Regions from separate parts of the Sus scrofa genome. Here region 2 is linked to region 1. A link is a contact called in public HiChIP or PLAC-seq data. All regions are on one chromosome and are shown on one strand. The core of a region is the stretch at or near the end of the contact, and the rest is flanking DNA. Distances in the headings are between cores, read along the strand shown.

The links. HiChIP or PLAC-seq counts read pairs in DNA pulled down with a chosen protein or histone mark.
Region 2: an H3K27ac HiChIP or PLAC-seq map of alveolar macrophages shows a contact between it and region 1. The contact joins two enhancer-like sites. A contact is called at or near these places in 1 of 47 Hi-C or Micro-C datasets (liver) and 2 of 2 datasets of contacts at active chromatin or transcription factors (alveolar macrophages and skeletal muscle).

What each region holds. Positions count from the first base shown.
Region 1 is chr18:14,345,334-14,349,225 of Sscrofa11.1, forward strand. All of the region lies in intron 3 of CALD1 (caldesmon), which reads right to left. Among named protein-coding and RNA genes, the nearest start is that of AGBL3, 82 kb to the left of the region's middle. Within about 2 kb of position 1,773, at least 6 of the 83 cell types and tissues checked have an H3K27ac peak or open chromatin away from gene starts, as enhancers often do. A contact at or near this core is called in alveolar macrophages, where this site is marked.
Region 2 is chr18:14,560,017-14,563,908 of Sscrofa11.1, forward strand. The region is part of intron 2 of BPGM (bisphosphoglycerate mutase); the gene reads right to left. Among named protein-coding and RNA genes, the nearest start is that of BPGM, 31 kb to the right of the region's middle. Within about 2 kb of position 1,790, at least 9 of the 83 cell types and tissues checked have an H3K27ac peak or open chromatin away from gene starts, as enhancers often do. A contact at or near this core is called in alveolar macrophages, where this site is marked.

The sequences.
Region 1 (3,892 bases), core at 523-3,022:
ATGGTGTTTTTTTTTTTTATTCTTCTCTAGATTTATGGCTTCATCTATCTCCAGCATTTATCTGTTAAGCTATTTTTGTTCTTATTAATTGCCCCTGATATAAAGAACTTCATACTGTTTCCAGAGGCTCATTTTTCAACTCTTTCAGGATACTCTCCATTGCATTTTTCTTGCCCTCCTGCTTGAAACACAAAATCTGATTTCAAGAAAAGATCTTTCAGAGAAGGTCCAGCTACATTTTAATACCTGGGAATTCTAATCTATTTGAAGCAACATACAGTTTAAGGTCCTAGCTGCGCTCCGAGTGTGTTTATGCATTTGTGGGCTCCCATTACTAAGCTGTGAGCTCTTTGCCAAGGGGGACTGTGTCCTGCCCGTCTTTGCGACCCTCCCCTCACCCTAGTTAGCATGGCGTCTGCTGTAGACAGGACTTCTACAATATATGCTGCATAAGTGAATTAAGGCACATGGCTTCATAAAGAACAAATAATGGCCTTGACCAAGTTCATTTGTTTTTTCTGTGATTGAGTTGAAATGGGAGGATAATTGATGTGAATGGTAGCCTGGCCTCAAGTTCATTTGTGCCCACCACTGGAACTGAGATGCATGTGGGCATGTGTAACTGTGTGGTGAGGGCACCTAGGGAGCTGGTTCGCTTGGGGGTTTGAGGTTGTCTGGTTCGCTTGGGGGTTTGGGGTTGTCGCTTGGGGGTTTGGGGTTCCTAAGCTGTACCCTGTTGTCACATATCTGTGCCCTGAGGACAGGTGGGCTGCAGAGAAGCAGAAACTGCTTCCAGAAGGTATTTGCCAAGTCTAGGCCAAGCTTTGGTGGCTGGGTGACAAAGAGAAGCAGAGGAGAGGGTCTCTCTCCCTACTTCTGTAGGAGCACAGTGTGGTTCTGGAAGTCCAATGACTGAGAGGAGGGCAGGGCCCCTTTGGAAGCTTGGAAGTTTGTATCAAGGACACGAGACAACATCCTTGACATGGAGGGCCAGGGTCTCAGGTGGGCCCAGGGCAGGGGCAGAGAGGGGCCAGGGCCTCACTGGGGCAGGGGCCCAGTAGCAAGGAGTCATAGAAAGTTGAACATGGGGGCTAAGTGTACCATTCATGAGGTTTAATAAGCCAAACTTCCAGAAACAGAGGGATTTTTTTTTTTTTTTTTGGATGACGGGGTAGTAATCCTGCATAGGCAGGGAGTGCTAAGAATCACATTATCAGTAATGACATCCAGAGGCAGGTTCTGATCGACAATACATGAGTGACAGCTATAAGGTTTCTGTATGTTTTAAAAATTATACTTTATTCTAAAATCTTTTAGACAAACTAAAAAGAGTGAGAAACTAGAATGAGTGTCTCTGTGCTCACCTTTCAGCTAAAGAAAGAAAACTTTTAGTGTTAACTTCCTCCCTTTCTGCTGGAGGTAACTATTCTCCTGAGGATGTTTGTGTCCAATACACTTTCTTTGGATCTAATCCTCTGAACTATTTTTCCCCCCCTCTTCTCCCTCCAGTGCTGGCCCCACCCCACTGGGATCACCGTCAGTGCCACCCCAGCATGTATTTGGTTCTAGAATGAAACAGCCTGGGAGTGTGGGAGTAAGATGTCATCTTACTGTCTTGATACTTCTGTGTTTTCATTATGAAGTGCAGGTTCCCTGGTCATGATACTACCACTCAGTTTTTAAAAAAGGGCATTCTCTCCTTCCTAAGGCCAAACCCTGAGCCCCAGCATCGCCTTGCTCATGCTTCCCCTTGAGAAATCCTGACTTCCAGCTGTACCCCCTTGGCAATCTAACACTGGTCATAAAGGGACTTCTGTTCAGTGCAAAGATCATTGGCATTTGCTGCCGTTCGCCTGGTATTTCCTGAAACATTCTGCCTTCACCCAAGAACCTTATTCCTTCTCCTTTTCCCTGGAATGGCTTTTTAAATTCCTTTTGCATCTCTGAATTCTAATGATTCTTTAAGAACCAGTGTCTGGCTCCACCTCTATCAAGGCTTCCTGGTTTTGACTTTATTTCTTCGTAATTTATCATCTTAGGAGGAAAGATGAGAAAGCTGGAGACCAGTCTTGTCTGCATGCACTTGAGAAATAGTTGTGTTGTCATGTATGAGTCAGCCCTTCCGGCTAACTTGCTGTGAGGCTCCATTTCTGTTTCAACTCTTTTGTGACAACTATTTAGGTAGTCTCTAAGCTCTTTTTAAAATCTAGGGGTTTTAGCCACCTGAACTATTTTCTTTTCCTGGAGAGAAAAGTTTCTATCTTGAAAAGATCAGGCCTCCAACTCCCCTCTGCCCTCCAGCTTGAAACACATCTTTAAAACAGTTAAGACAATGCTTTGAAATAGCAGGGTTCTAGCCACAGTTTCTCGAATGAATGGTTGACGGTGCACAGCTATAAAACCCTGGTCCTGGTCTCGGTGAAAACAGTAATATATACCTTATATAATTTTAGGAAAGAAGTGTGTACATGAAAGATAGGACTTTTGCCCATAGGAAACTTAATCTAGCCCTTGGTGATATACTTTAGAACCTAGATTTCTTATACATAGATCCAATTAAACTGTGAATGAAGTTAAGAAACTATCACGGGGACTCTAAGGATATAATTCTAGTGCAGGGGGAAAGGTCGCATCTTCAAAAAGTCACATTTTCAAAGGAGGCGAGTTAGTTCACAAGCCACAGAATTCTCAGTGTGTATCACTCTTGTTCAAAGTATCTAAATATTTCCACGCCATAAATTTATTTTCTGGTGTCCACTTTATGCATCTGGATATTAAATTTACACACGGCTTTTACAGCTGGGATCAAATCCAGATTTTTTTTTTTCCAGTGATACCATATAAGGTCTAAAAAAATTCTGATATTTTGGGGGGAGGTCAGGCCTGGATTAAGGCATACATTTGTGTCTATTGCTAGAGAAAGAGTCCATTGTGTGCTTTAAATACTTTGGACATAGTGTTTATTGTTTTTATTATGTAAACGATACTTTGTTAGGCACTGTCCTATTTTGTGAGGATTAGGTCATGTGACTTAGGACATGATTATGATATCTATCTATAGGTAGAATGAGATGGATGGATATACAGTCTTAGGTGTCACTGTTCATGAGTACATACCTTTTCTCACCTGATTCCTAGTTGACAGACTTGTTTCCTGACACCCTTTTTTCCCTTTCACCTGATACAGGGTTAGACATATGGCAGATGCCAAACAAATACATGTCATTTGTTCTTTAGGTGAAAGAGGGACAGCAATGGAATATTGATGCTGCATCAAGAAGGCCTGTTGGCTGTTCCTCCCAGACACTCCGTGGAGTAACATTTTTTGGAGTGTTTCTGATGGTACAGGCTCTAGAAACCTGCTATTTCAGCCACCGAATCTTGGGAGTTCTCAGAAGTGCCAGGTCTCACAGACGGATTGGCTCACAGACTCACAAGAAACTGATGTGTGCCTCAGAATGCCAATGAATGACCATTAACTAAGATGGCATGGATAAGCTCCATCTTCAGTGCCTGGGGAGCTCTCATTGCCCAGCCAGGGTACCCTCCTTCCCCAACCCGGAATGTCAGGAAGCCTTGGTCACCAGAGAGATTCAAGGTCTACCTCTTCGGGATAGTCCTGGATGCCTAGTGCCAACCACAGACCTGGCATCCATGAAGACTTCTTCTACTAGCCCATTCTTTTTTTCAGACTTACTAAGACCATGAATGATGTGGACTGAATGTTTGTGTGCCTCAAATTCATGTATTGAAATCCTAAACCCTAGGTGATGGTAGTAAGGAGGGGAGGCCTTTGAGAGGTAATTAGGTCACGAGGGTGGAGTCCGCATGAATGAAATTAGCGTCCTTAATGAAAGAAACACTGACAGCGCTTGCCTTTTCTCTCTCTACA
Region 2 (3,892 bases), core at 540-3,039, 210 kb after region 1:
CACACTGCAATGATACACAAGATTACCATCCCAAACTAAACTAAAGCTGGCAGCAGAAGATAAATTCAGACCAGCAGCCAGCTATTTAGCTGGGAGATGACTGCCTTGGATTCTAAGCGCCCTCGGCCTCTGTCGGGTCAGCTCTGTGGGCTGGACACAGAGCAGCTGCCACATGCATCTCCTGGAGACGGCCAGAGTGGAATTCAAGAACACATGGTTTACAGCAGGTGAGCCCTAAGGATACAGAGAAACTGGAATCCTAATACATTGTAAAATTAAGAGTACAAAATCCTGTGGAATCTTTGGTAAACAGTCTGGCAAATCCTCAAACGGTTAAGCATAGAATTACCATGTGACACAGCAATTTCATTCCCAGGTGTATATCCAAGGGAAATGAAAACCTATGTCCACACAAAAACCTGTACACGAACCCTCATAGCAGCTTTATTCACATTAGACAAAAAAATGCAAACAGCCTAAATATCCATCAGTAGATGAACAGTTAAATTAAATGTGGTAGATCCAGACAATGGAGCATTATTTGGCAATGAAAAGGAAGGAAGTGCTGATACATGCTGAACAGTGATGACCCTTGAAAACATGCCAAGTGAAAGAAGCCAGTCACAGTGGAGTGCGAATCGTATGATTCCATTTAAACGAAATGTCCAGAATAGGCAAATCTCTAGTGACATAAATAGATCTGTGGCTGCAATGACAGCTAGGTACGGGGTTTCTTTTAAGGGTAATGCAAATGTTCTGAAATTGACTGTGATGCTAGATGGACAACTCTGTGAATATACAACTCGGGGAAAACACAACTCGGTGAAAAGACACCGAACTGTACACTTTAGATGAGTGAACTGCTGAGCCCCGGGAGCGTGGAAGGGAAGAGGAAGGGCAGCTGTGTGTCTCCTTCCCCTGCCTCTCCTCAAATGAAGGGTGGAGCTGGTACAAGGGAGGGTGTCCATTGCTGTTCAGCCTCAGAATAAAGGCACTGTTCACCGCTTCAGGTACAAATTCACTAATTAATTAAATGGGTGAACTGCATGGCATGGGAATTATATCTCAATAAAGCTGTTTAAAAACTACTAAACAGACCCAGAGAAGTTAAATAAAACTGTTCAAGTTGCAAGACCGTTAACGTAATAAAATTGGACTTTTTTTTTTTTTTTAAATTCTCAAATCCCAGGACTTCAACTCTGGTCATGGACTCAGCCATGGTTATTTCCACCAGAGCATAAGGAGAAAGGAGGATGTCTGTGTTCCTGCACCGCCCTTGTGAAGGGCTGGGTGCTAAATGGACATCAGTACCCAGAGTTCTCATGCTTTCAAGATTAGTAGGGAATGAGCAGATTTGTCTGATCCCCTTGCAACAGCTAATACACTGGGATCATGATGGGCCAAGCTTAGGGGTTGCAGTCTGGGACCTCAGGAAAGAGTTTCAGGTCTTTGGGCTAAGGGCATACATGAAATTCATCTGACCATGGCCTCAGATCTAACCAGTTCCAACAGATTTTTTTTTTTTTTTTTTTAAAGAAGCCCTCTGAGCTCATGCCTATGGCTTAGATAACAACCCACTTTTGTGTGGGCTCAAATCAAAGAGCCAACTAAACAAAGGCCATGAGAACTAAAATATTTCATCTATAAAGGAGAGCTCAACAAAAATAGAAATGTTTCCAATAAATAAAGTTGACATTCCATTTTAATGACTACTCAAGCCATTCACACAGCAGACTAATTACTTACAAATATTTAAAATATTTGGACTGGTTAATAATCAGTCAATGAGACTTAAGCGACTGACATTTTAAAATGGCAAATAAGGAAAAACCACAATGAAGCAATTACTCATTACTCAGTTTTAGCATGAGCCACATTCTTTGTCCTAGTGAGTTAAGCAAGCAGAACTCCTATGGCTAGAAAAATGCATCTGCACCGGATTAAATTAAACCGAATCAATACTATATTATGTAATATCATATTACAAGCTCTGTAACTGGAACATCATACAAAAGTTAAAATGAGTGGCCAGATAGCACATCCTCTGCCTGAAAACTGGCTTGGACTGCTTTACACAGCATCCAAGAGTGTTCTGAAGGAAAACATCTAAAATTGTGTCAATCCCTCTTTATCATTAGCCCCTCACCAACTCCCAACCATTGTCTTAAATTTTTTTTTTTGGCTGCGGCTGCAGCATATGGAAGTTTCCAGGCCAGGGATCGAATTTGAGCTGCAGCTGTGACTAATGCTACAGCGGAGGCTGCAGCAATTCGGATCCTTAACCCACCGCTTTGGGCTGGAAACAAACCCACACTGTTGCACAGACAACACCAGATCCTTAACCTGCTGCACCACAGCAGGAACTCCTGTCTTTAATTCTTGAATCTTCATTTTTAGGAGCATCTGAGAGTAAACTGCAATCCATTTAAATGATTGGGATATTTCAAGTAAGAAATAATGAGTATGGTGGTAAGTCAAAAGGAGTAACTCAAAGCCAAAGTGGGAAGAAATTCAAACAACTTCATTTTCTGCATATAGGACTGACTTCAGAAAGTCAAATCTGTACCTCGGATGATTCCCCTGAGTCACTGGGGCAGGAACAGGAACCACAGACCATAAGATCACTCTATTTATACCACGGCACTCCCGCTTTGCCTTCTCTCAGAGGTGGCTGTGCAGATGCTCACTTTGCTCACCAAGATTATAAGGGACCATACTTTATCCATCCTTGGGTCACACATGCTCTGGGAACAGGGCCTTACACACTGCAAGAATTTCATGTTTGTTGACCTGTAAGCAACTCTATCATGTATTGGCTGCTAGAATCCAGAATTTCTTTTTAACTTTATGACTTACATATTACAACTACATGTATTATATGAATCTAATTCTTACATATAAAGGCTACTAGGAATGAAGTGTTCACTGAAAACTCTAATGCACAAAGCGTACATGTGAAAGCAGTCGGAGTACTGCAGGGGTACAGTCCTGGCCGTATTTCAGAAGGACATCAAAATGGAGGCAAACACTCCTCAAAAGGAAGCCTTTGTGTGTCTGATTCTAGGTGCTGTATCCTGCACCAAGAACAGCACAACACCTGATTCAATGGACCCTTGGCACATAGGTGAAATGAATGAATTTGAACTCTCTGAGCTTTCGGATTAAGTCTAGTCCCTTGTTGTTGAATTCTTCATTAAAAACTGTGTTTCCGTTATTAGCTTACAAAGAAAAAAAAGAGGGTTGGTTGCAAAGAGAGGATGGAAAAAAGTCATTTGCATTTAGTATTCATAAAGTAAACAATTTCAACTAAATTTGTCTTCTATATATTTTCTTTGGTTTTCTCCTAGGTGTTCACTCAAAATCTTTATGAGTGTCAGGAAACAGGAGAAAAGATGTTCAAGAAAACAGATCTGTTACAGGACAACAGGAATCCCCGACTCTAGAATGCCTATTTTGGGGGATTAAAGAAAGACGGAAACAGCTTTGATCAAATCATTCTACTGTGCTGTCCATGCCCCACTTCTCTTTCCCAATCAGGTCAGTCACAATTCAAACCTCGCTGATGAGTCATTTGTGATAAGAGTTCTACATTCTCTTAGTGCCAAAATAAGAGCTGATACAACAGATTCTAAATTTCATATACGGTCTACCTATTTTTAAATATAGTTCTTTCAGGTTTGAATACTCTATATGTACAACTTAAAGACTGGCTGGGGAATAATTGGAAATGGATTATTTGAATAGTGTAACATGATGATAAAATAAGAGCCTCTAATTCGGACTAAGGCAGATAAAATAATCCATGCTACATCTCATTTTATAGTTTAATGGCTGACAACTTTTAAGAATGAAAGCTTTTATAAATCAGTTATACTTAAAATGAGACAAATCT